Linked DNA regions of Macaca mulatta: region 1 is linked to region 2. A link is a contact called in public Hi-C data. All regions are on one chromosome and are shown on one strand. Each heading gives the region's core, a stretch centred on a gene start, on an enhancer-like site or on the middle of the called end of the contact. The rest is flanking DNA. Distances are from core to core; before and after follow the strand shown. Region 1 holds the start of EWSR1 (EWS RNA binding protein 1). Region 2 holds the start of GAS2L1 (growth arrest specific 2 like 1).

Region 1 (5,632 bases), core at 2,134-4,633, 39 kb before region 2:
CCTCATGCTTAGCTGAAAGTCTTAGTTGTTTTCTCTTTTTTTTTGAGACAAAGTCTCAGTCTATCACTCAGGCCAGAGTGCAGTGGCACAACTTCAACTCACTGCAACCTCCACTTCCCAGGTTCAAGTGATTCTCCTGCCTCAGCCTCCCGAGCAGCTGAGATTACAGGCACGTGCCACCACGCCCAACTAATTTTTGTATTTTTAGTAGAGAAAGGGTTTCACCATGTTGGTCAGGCTGGTCTCGAACTCCTGACCTCAAGTGATCCACCTGCCTCAGCCTCCCAAAGTGTTGGGATTACAGGCGTCAGCCACTGCGCTCAGCCTTAGTTCTTATTTCAAGGAAAAGCTGCCAGACCGGGAAACCATGAGAAAAGCACTCCTACCCACAGGTTCCAGCCCACCCTGCCAAATCCTCTGCCTCCCTTCTTGGCTGTGGATGTGCTGAGCATGCTCCTAAGGCCACACTTCCCCCGGGACACTGGGCCCCATCCCTGCTTGACCCCTGGAGGCCTTGTGCTGCTCCTGCCAACTGGGCCCAGGCCCTACAGCAAGTCTCCTGCTTCCTCCAAGGTCCACGTGGCTGGCCCTCACCCTGCCAGGGGTCCAGCAACAGCTCCGGCGCCAGGACCAGGCTGGGGCCGGCCCCCACCAGCCACAGGCTGCTCATCAGCAGCATCAGGACTGAGGAGGCGAGAGGCAGCGCCGGGGACAGTGGGCCATGGGAGCCCCTGGCATGCATAGCTTGGTTGAGGATGGTCAAGGGTGGTCCTAGGGCTGTGCGCTGGGGGTAAAAGAAAACAATAACAAGTCGTTATTGGAGGTTTTGTCTCACCAATACCCTCTCAAGCACCTTATCAACAGCCCTATTTTACAGAGGTGGAAACAGGCTGGAGAGGCAGGCCCAGCAGCTCGGCCATAGTGGAGCTCAGACCCTAACCCATGCACTCATAAGCCATCTTGCCATTCCACTCACCTCTGTTTAAGGACTGGCAGGGGACAGGCATAGAGACTCCTGAGTCCTGATGAGCCCTAAACTCCCAAAAAGAGGGGTTCAGCCCCTCACCCCCCTGGGCGAATTCAGGGCCATCTCTAGCCCGCTTCTGTCCTCCCCCTTCCCTCAGGCTACTACCTCCCTCCTTCCTCCCCTACCCTGTGCCCAGCCTTAATGCTCCAGATGGTTTCAGTTGCCCTTGACCCTGGAGTGGGGCCAGCCAATGGGCAAGCAGACCGGGGAAGGGTGGGGCAGAAGGGCAGGAGTCCCACACCTTGAGCCACACTAAGAGACCTGGGACTGAGACATCCCCTTTGAGGGTGAGCCCATCCACCATAAGCCTCCTCCTGCATCCTTACTGGCACAGCCCCTCTGGCCGTAGCTCCCCTTTCCACAGGAAGGGTCCAGTATGGGCTCCACCTCTTTCTGCTCCGTGTCCCAAGGCAAGTTTCCAACCTCATCTTTTTACAGATGAGCCTCATTTTACAGATGAGCCTCTCCCTTCTCATCTGTAAAATGGGAATTCAGAAATTCCTTTCCTCAGAGGATGATGAAATAAAAAGGAATAGGCTAAGGTAGGCCCTGGCCCACAACTCTTGCTCCATAAATCATAGCAATCCCCACTAATCATGGCGGGCGTTGGTAGCCACCAACTGGCCCATCGAGAAGGCCTCAATATGGAGGTGGCTGCTCCAGCCTAGCTGGTCCCAGCTTTGGCCCTCAAACATGGCCTTTCCCTGCTCACCAAAGCAAGGCCTTCTTCCCTGTGCTCTCCTCTTGCATCCAGCCTGTCCTCCAGGGCCTGTAGGTCCCTGGTCAAGCCTCTCTGTCCCAGGACTCCCACTGAGCTGATTCAGGGCAGGAAGCAGGATCCCAGAGAGACAAGAAGGCTGCCTAATTTGCTCCCCTGCCAAGCGCGTTCTCCACAGCTACCAGTTTCCTGCAGGAAAAATGTGGAAAGCTCCTCAGCCTGCATTGTCCTTCCCTCCATTTCGCCAGCAGGCAAACTCCTATTTTACTCTTGGAAGCCCAGCTCAAATATCCCTTCCCCTCCTCTGGCCCCCCAACATCAGGGATCTTATCCTTAGGAGCACAGCTTGACCAGTCTGTCTCCCTAGGCAGGTGGTCTGAGCTCATGGCTCCTCTGATCAAACCCCACCTTTCCCAGGGTATTCGCAGCACACAACCAGTGCTTTATATATGTTCACTGAAAAAAGGACACTAGCTTGACTCCTGGTCCTGCTGAGGGATTTGAAGGTGAACCCTGCCCTTCGTAGACCCGGGTATCCAGCTAGGGGGCTGGGGTTAGAGGTCCAGAGAGGTGGGCAGGGCCAGCCTTGCCTGGAGGCAGGGTTTGGGGCCAAGACACCCACCGTAAACCTCCTCCTGTATCCTCACCTCACAACCATTCCCCAGCTCTGGGCGCCTTAGCAAGGGTGAAAGGCTTGCCCGTGGACACTCGGAACTGGGACTTGAGCCCCCTCGACCTCACTTTCTTCAATCTATGAAACGGGCAGTGCACCACCAGGCCCTGCCTACCTTACTGGGAAGCCGGGAGGGCAGAATGGAAAGACAAGGACGAAGATTCTTCCGGGTGGCGGATAGAGTAGGGGGTCCCAGGATCTGTCTGGTTCGAACTCAGCTGGGGACTTTGCAAAGATACTCAATTTCCTTGGACCTCAGTTTCCCCTTCTGTAGAAACAAGGGTATTGGATGAGGGATGATTAAAGGGCGTGCTCCACCTCGACCGTTACCGGAGACGGGGTCTCGGGGCCAGAAACGGCGTTCGAGGCCTCCCACCTAGCCGACCGGCCTCGGGGCCCTTCCCCGCTGGCCCGGGCCACGCGTCCCGGGTACTCACTGCAGAGCGCGCCCAGCAACCCCGAAACGCCGGTCGGGGACCCGGGCTGGGAGTCGGGACTCTAGCTCCCGGGCGAGATCGGGGAACCCTGAATCCATTCCGCGCACACCCGGCCGCGTGACCCCGGCCGACCGGCTGGCGCGCCACCCATTCCCCGCGGCCCGCGGATTAGTCAGCAGTTGTTCTAGTCCGGGTCCCTTCCCCCAGCCCTCCCGCCGATCTCCGTCTGCCTGCAGGGCAGACTCTTCAGCGACGGTCCCTAGAGCCAGCGGACGGAACCATTCCAAACAACCTAGCCTCGTGAAGAGAGCCTCTCCGGTTTCACACTGAGACCCGCTCACCGGCGCTCTGGCCCCTTAGGTGCTATTTTGGCCCGAGTGTCACGTCGGGCGCTCTTTAGAGAGGATTGGGACAAGGGTTGCGCACGCGAAGAACGAGAAAGCGGTGGTTCATCCCTCCTGACCCCACCCCCGTGGCCTGGCCTGATGGTCGCGCCCGGGGTTGCGGGATTTGCGCCTGCGCATTGCGGCGCCTAGAGGGAAAGCGAGAGGGAGACGGACGTTGAGAGAACGAGGAGGAAGGAGAGAAAATGGCGTCCACGGGTGAGTATGGTGGAACTGCGGTCGCGCTGGCGGTAGCCGGAACGCCCAAACTGGGGGTCGTTCGTCTCTGGGCTTGGCTGGGAAGACTGAGTGGAGTTGCCGAGAGGGGTTTGAGGCACCCGCCGCGACCCGACGAGCTCGGGGATCCGCGTTCCTCTCCCCTCCCCCCACCGGGCGGGCCGGTTCTGGAATCTTCCGGCGCCCGCGGCGCGCAGGGGGCTCGCTGCGGCGGTGGCGCGCGGGGCCCGCTTTGGCCTCCATTGTGTGGCGGTCCTCGCGCCCTGCGCTCCGGGCCTCCCGCCACGTGGGCGGGGCCTGCGGCCTTCGAGGCCCTGCGTGAAGCGGAGGATTTGGCCAGGCCTCGAGCCGGTCACTGTGAAACCGCCGGGGAGGCCGCAGGCTGCTATCCCTGTGAGGCCTCCCTCCGCGTTTTCAGGGTTTCCCGAGAAACCAGGGAAAAAAGCAAAGAAAGATACCGTGGATTTGTGGGCCGAGGGGTGCCGGCCTATGAGCGGGAGCCCCGTCATCTTTAAGGCCCAGTCGGCTGGGGCGTCTGGCGCTGCCGAACTGCCCCCTCGGCGTCTTCCAGCCCCAAGCCGAACTTCTGCCCTCCTGGGCTTTAGACAGAATGTGCTTCCCTCCTCCAGGGCCCCCAGTTTGCCACTTTTTTGGGTTTCTCTATTTTTATCGTTATTTATTAATTCACGCCCTCCCCTCCCCCAAAACCAATTAAGTGGCTTCCCAGGGCCCTTTTTCTGCAAACGCCGAGGGACATCCGTTGTATAATAAGACCAGCCTGGATCGAGAGACGAGAATGCTACCAGGAAGGTATTTCTGGCCTCTCTGACCTAGGAGGAACAAAAGGCCGAGCCTGCATTTGAATTATATTTCAGCAGTGGTCTCGCACGTTTATTCGCCTGCGTTAGGCCGGCAGGCCTGTTGATTTCGTAGGTCGACAGAGGTGAGGGAAAAGAGGCCAGTAGAGGCGATCTTAAAGGCACTTGAAAGCAAGCCCCGGATGGGAACTCCTAAATGGGAGTAGAGTGGTCATTGATGGAAGGAGCATTTAAGAGTGTCGCCTAGCCACCACCTGCAGTTCGCAAGCTGTGGGTACACTAACCCGCGGAAATTGGCAGGCTGGAGCATTTTTGCCTCTGGGGGTATTCTCAGGCCACCTGATTCCAGGCCTTAGAGACAGTGGGAGAAGATGAGAGGGAAGACGGGAAAAGCTCTGGACCCTCCAGAGTTTTTAGAGTCCAGAATCCAGCAACTTAAGGACAGTTTAAGAATTCACCCCATCTGTGTGGTCAGTAAACAGGTAAGTGTTGGGTGTTCTTGCTGGGATACCAAAGAAGGCCTGTAGAAGAGAGGACTCTGAAATACCACAGCTAAACCTCCTGGTGGAAAGTGGTTTCCTAGGTGCCCTATCCACCCTCTTCTCCTCTGCAAAAGCCTGAAAAGGCATAACGTGTGCGTTGACATTTTTGCATGGCCGGACATGTCTTTTTTTCAGTCAACTTTGTTCAAACCTTGTTCACTAGTAACTACCATGTGCTTGTACTGTATTAGAATTACAGTTGTGGTTTCTGTTGACACAAAGTAAACACATTAGGCCTGGCTGGGGGGCCTTCAGAGAGTCACATAAGTAATCTGGGCCTTAGTTTCCTTTCCTGTAAAATACAGAAGTTAGGCTAGACCTGTTAAGCTTTTGAGCCTTTCTGACCTTCCTGCATAACCATTCCACAAATTTGTCCCATGCTGACTTCAACTCAGGTAGTGTGAAGCAACTTCCATAGTGACTGCTGTAAAGTGTTAAAGCATTGCCTTGGGTTAATAATAATAGAGGTTTTCTCTCCTCGTGTGTATCTCATGTAGAAAAGACTCGCTGCAGTCTAGAACCCCCACCCCTCAATCACAGTGAAGTGATTTTTAGTGAAGTCTTTGGCTCACTTTTGGGGGTTAAAAACAAACACGGTTGTTGAATAATCTGACCAGTTTGTAATTGTATTAGGTTGGTGCAAAAGTAATTGTAGTTTTGCCATTTTAATGACAAAAACCGCAATTACTTTTGCACCAACCTAATAGCTTGTTTGAGGTCCAGTGATGTTTGTGTGCTCTAGGAAGATAAACGTAAGTTCATGAAACAAATTTGCTACCTTCCATAGCCCACCAGTT
Region 2 (4,986 bases), core at 1,902-4,401:
CCTGCAAGGAACAAGGGAGACCATGCAGAGGCTGAGGTTTTCCCAGACGTGGCCCCATGGGCCCTGGGCCACCATACGACAGAGGGAGTCAAAGCTAGGGTCCACCATGCCCTGGGCCAGGGGTCTGACCCTGCAGTGAGGTCTGCACCATAGCAACTACATGTCCTACAATCAGGTGGAGGCTGTGGTCTAGAACAGGCCTCTTATCACCGGCCACAGAGGGAGGAAGGAATCTCTTTATAATCCCTCCTCCCCAGAGAAGTGGACATGCTGAGCCGGGCCACACTGAGTTGAGTAGTGGTATTATCTTTCACAACCCCATGATGTGACTACTACTACTGTCCCATTCTACAGATGGTGCCACTGAGGCTCAGGGAGCTTCACTATCCCACCTAATGACCAATGACAGAGCCTGGGTTCAGTCCAACTTCACCCGTGTCCACAGCCCCAAAATGGAGCAAGGTAGGTATAAGCAGGAGTCAAATGCCTGCACAGCTGCTGGTTACACACATCCCTTGCCTTCTCTGGGCCTCAATTTCCCCAAATTGTAAAATGAGAACACCTAAGAGTATCATAGCTCATCGGGGTATTTTGAAGATGAAACTGTTAAGTGTCCACACCCTGATTCACCCCCACCCCAAACCTACAACCTTCCTCCACCTCCAGCAGCCCTCCCCTCCCCAGGTGTTAGCACCCCCGCCCTCCCAGTGCTCAGCCCTGGGAGTCGTCCTGGACCCCGTTCTCACACAACCAATCCACCAGCACATCAGCTCTCCCCTCACGATACAGCCAGAATCCAACACCCTCTCACCACCTGGTTTCCTCTGAGGCTCCAGCTCCTGCCTTGGCCAACCACAGCAGCCCCAGGGAATGTTAAGACCTAAGCCGCCGGGCGCGGTGGCTCAAGCCTGTAATCCCAGCACTTTGGGAGGCCGAGACGGGCGGATCACGAGGTCAGGAGATCGAGACCATCCTGGCTAACACGATGAAACCCCGTCTCTACTAAAAAATACAAAAAACTAGCCGGGCGAGGTGGCGGGCGCCTGTGGTCCCAGCTACTGCGGAGGCTGAGGCAGGAGAATGGCGTAAACCCGGGAGGCGGAGCTTGCAGTGAGCTGAGATCCGGCCACTGCACTCCAGCCTGGGCGACAGAGCCAGACTCAGTCTCAGAAAAAAAAAAAAAAAAAAAGACCTAAGCCAACCACCCCTGCTCTAAATCATTCCATGGCTCCCATGTCCTTCAAAAGAGGCACAGCCCGCAAGGCCCTGCTTAACCAGCCCTGGGGTCTCTCTAATCTCTCTACCTCTTCCCTCACCCACCTCCCTGTATTCCAGCCTTAGCCACCTCCCCAGTCTTCTTGAGCATGCTGGACACATGCACACTTTGGGGCCTTTGCACTGACCATTCCCTCTTCCCCTCCAGATATCCCCGGGCTTCCTCCCTCATCTCCCTTCCTGATGAGGGATTTTAAGTTGCAGCCCCCCTCACACACACACCCTCACCCAGCTCCCTCCCCGTCTCCCCTGCACCTCATCCCTGTCTCTGCCCTGAAGCTGCCTCCCTGCCACTGGGACAGCAGGCCCTGAGAGCTGGCACTGCTTGGTTCCCTGCTGTTTTGCTGTTGATTTCCAGTGCCCAAAGAGACCCAGCACACAGTAGGTGCCATGCAGGTGTCAGCCTTGAGGATTGTTAATTTCTGCCTTCCTCACTGGAGGAAGTGCCATGCCAGGCACTGAGGTGAGAAAACAACTTTGAAAAAGTCACACAGGCTCATGCCTATAATCCCAGCACTTTGGGAGGCGGGCGGATCGCCTGAGGTCAGGAGTTCGAGACCAATCTGGCCAACATGGTAAAACCCCATCTCTACTACAAATACAAAAAGCCGGATGTGGTGGCTCACGCCTGTAATCCCAGCTACTCGGGAGGCTGAGACAGAAGAATCGCTTGAACCTGGGAGGTGGAGGTTGCAGTGAGCCAAGATCTAGCCACTGCACTCCAGCCTGAGCAAGGGACAGAGTGAGACACTGTCTCAAAAAAAAAGAAAAGAAAAAATCACAAGGACTCTGGGATGATGTCTGTGAGTGCCTGGCACCAAGAGGCCTGGCTAACAACAGGTGCTCAACCAATGCTGCTGATCTGTGGACCAGGGCGTCATCATAATCATGTTCAAATCCCGGCTCCACCAGCTGCTCTCCTGACGGTGCCCCGGTTGGGCATGAGCGTCCCTCACAGAGGTGACACGCCAGTCCAGGTCAAGGGCGCAGAGCAGTGTTGGTAGCACACAGTAGGAGATTTATTGAAGCTCTGAGCCTGGCTGTGGTCGGCGGCGCTTCCCTGCAGGCCGGCCCCACCCGTGTAGCATGGCTGCCGCCCAGACCCGCCCGGCGTCCCGCCCAACCCAGCCGGCAGCAGCAGGGGGCAGGATTTCCCGCTGATCCCGGCGGTCTGTCCTCTGCAGTTTAAAAAGAGCCTAGTGGGGCTTAACCCTCCCGTGTCCGGCCGGCCTCCGATGCCCCCGTTCCCTGTTCTGTGCGGAACTCTGGCCTTGGCCATCTGCCTACTTCTCTAAGCCTCAGTATCCTCATCTGTAAAACCGGTTCCCCTCATCTCAAGGTCAAAACCGAGCATTCCGTGAGCACAAGGAGCCCTCAGTCACCAGGGCCATCCTCCCCTCCCCGCGGCGGTGCCGGTTATCTGGCCAGGGGAGATCCACCCGGGAGGAGGTGACTTCGCAGCGCCCAGCCGCTATCGCTTCCTGACTTCATCTTGGGAACAGGCCGTGCTGTGCGCCAGCCCGGGGAGCCCACCGTCCGGGGAGGTGGAGGATTAAAAGGTCCCAACCTCCTCCCCAGGGGATCAAAGAGGTTGGACGGGGCCCCGGGTACTAGGCTGGGTGGGGCTGGGGCGCCTGGGCCGGTCGCAGTTGTCTGGGGACCCTGGGGCCCTCTGCGTCGAGAGCGCTTGAAGACCCGGGATTCCTGGCCCGATCGCGTGGGGAGACCCCAGCTCTTCCCCTGTCTGCCCCGCCGACTCGGGAAAGGGGCGGCCCCTTTAAGAGCGCGCAGCCCCGCCCGCCCCCTCCGGGCCGGATCCGAATTCCAGGGAGGCGGGGCGGAGACGGCGGCGAGGAGGAGGCCGCGGCGCGGGACAGATCGAGCTGCGGCTCGGGCGGCGCCTCCCTGCGGCGGGCCCGGCCCGGCTCCGGCCCCCGCCGGGGCGATGCTCCCCGGAGCCGCGGGATGAGCCAGGTGAGCGCGGGGACCCCCAGCACTCCCTGCCTGGTGCGCATGGACGGGGGCGGAGGGCCGGGAAGCGACGTCCGCGGCCTCTGTTCCCCGGGGCTGTGTGACCTTGGGCGGCCCCGCGCCCTCTCTGGGCCCAGGCCCGAGCACCGGCGGGGCCTGCGGAGGCCGCTCTGAGTCCTGGCCCAGCTGGCACCGGCCTGGGGCGCTAGGGAGGCTTCTTGGAGGAGGCGGGGCCTGGCCGTGGCCCTGGATCGCCGAGACCGGCCACGCTGTGCCGCCTGGACGCCCGGGCTCCTCCACCCACAGCTCTGCGACCTTCACGAGCTCGGCCCTTTCTGCGCCTCAGTTTCCTCATCTGTAAAATGGAGATAATACCTCCGCCCGCTCAGCCCTAGTGCGGTCGTGCTGTTACACTATTGCTGCTGCTATGTCGTTGTTAATGATGGCACAGCCCTTATGGAAGGGGGGCCAAGGAAGGTGCGGGGACCTTCCCGCAGGACGTGGGGTGGGCACCAGCCCTGAGCCATGCACATAACCCACTCTGAGGTCAGGACCTGGGTTCCCTTCGTGTCCTCTGGGGGCCCTAGCCATTGCCTTCACTTCTCTAGGTCCCAGCCCTTCACAATGGGCACCTCCCTGCCTGAGAGGGAGGCCCCAGCCAAGCCCCAGTTTGCACCCCAAAAAGTCACACAGCAAACACTTAATGGACCTTAAGTTTATAAAAATTATCCCATAGAGTCCCATGAGGCAGGGAATGTTACTGTACCCATTTCGCAGATGAGGAAACTTGGAGCACCGACATTTCCCAGAGCCAACATGTAAACCAGGCATTTGCCCTGAGTGACAGACTGGTGCAGGTGGCCAGCAGCTTAGTTTGTACTGAGCCCTTACTGGGTCCCCACAGCGATCCTGACCTGTGTTCCTGCCTACAGTGACTCGGCCGGTCCGGGCATGGCGGACCCGGTGGCGGGCATCGCGGGCTCGGCGGCCAAGAGCGTGCGGCCATTTCGCTCCAGTGAGGCCTACGTGGAGGCCATGAAGGAGGACCTGGCCGAGTGGCTCAATGCCTTGTACGGCCTGGGTCTCCCGGGTGGTGGTGATGGCTTCCTGACGGGGCTGGCCACGGGCACGACCCTGTGCCAACATGCCAACGCCGTGACCGAGGCTGCCCGTGCATTGGCAGCTGCCCGACCGGCCCGAGGTGTGGCCTTCCAGGCACACAGTGTAGTGCCTGGCTCCTTCATGGCCCGCGACAACGTGGCCACCTTCATCGGCTGGTGCCGCACGGAGCTGGGTGTGCCGGAGGTGCTCATGTTTGAGACTGAGGACCTGGTGCTTCGCAAGAACGAGAAGAGCGTGGTGCTATGCCTGCTGGAGGTGGCACGGCGTGGGGCCCGCCTGGGCCTGCTCGCCCCACGCCTCGTGCAGTTCGAGCAGGAGATTGAGCGGGAACTGCGTGCTGCACCCCCAGCCCCCAACGCCCCTGCTGCTGGGGAGGACACCACTGAAACCACCCCTGCACCAGGGACTCCTGCCCGTGCCCCCCGCATGACACCCAGCGACCTGCGCAACCTCGACGAGCTGGTGAGTCCCCCAGCACCAGGCGCCAGGGACCCGACAGCCCAGCTAGTGCCTGCGATCTGTCCCTGAACCTCCCAGGGTCCACCCTGCTATCTGCAGAACAGCCTGCCCCACAAAGAGTGCACATGTTGAGCACCAAATCAAGGAATGTATACCTGA

What was found. A called contact is a pair of places that touch in the nucleus more often than the background predicts.
Region 1: a Hi-C map of cortical neurons shows a contact between it and region 2, with 2.8 times the contacts expected there. The contact joins the promoter of EWSR1 here to the promoter of GAS2L1 in region 2. A contact is called at or near these places in 4 of 14 Hi-C or Micro-C datasets (cortical neurons, fetal cortex germinal zone, fetal cortical plate and 1 more).

What each region holds. Positions count from the first base shown.
Region 1 is chr10:22,286,919-22,292,550 of T2T-MMU8v2.0, reverse strand. It overlaps EWSR1 (EWS RNA binding protein 1), which reads left to right and starts at 3,383. Exons shown (of 18, transcript NM_001266241.2): 1 at 3,383-3,457. The coding sequence starts at 3,445. RHBDD3 (rhomboid domain containing 3) reads right to left here and starts at 3,086. Exons shown (of 7, transcript NM_001194302.1): 1 at 2,856-3,086; 2 at 2,534-2,686; 3 at 595-784. The coding sequence starts at 742. It overlaps LOC144331850 (a long non-coding RNA gene), which reads right to left. Exons shown (of 2, transcript XR_013399412.1): 1 at 5,524-5,632; 2 at 3,418-5,444.
Region 2 is chr10:22,248,390-22,253,375 of T2T-MMU8v2.0, reverse strand. It overlaps GAS2L1 (growth arrest specific 2 like 1), which reads left to right and starts at 3,151. Exons shown (of 6, transcript XM_077950210.1): 1 at 3,151-3,249; 2 at 4,179-4,830. The coding sequence starts at 4,198.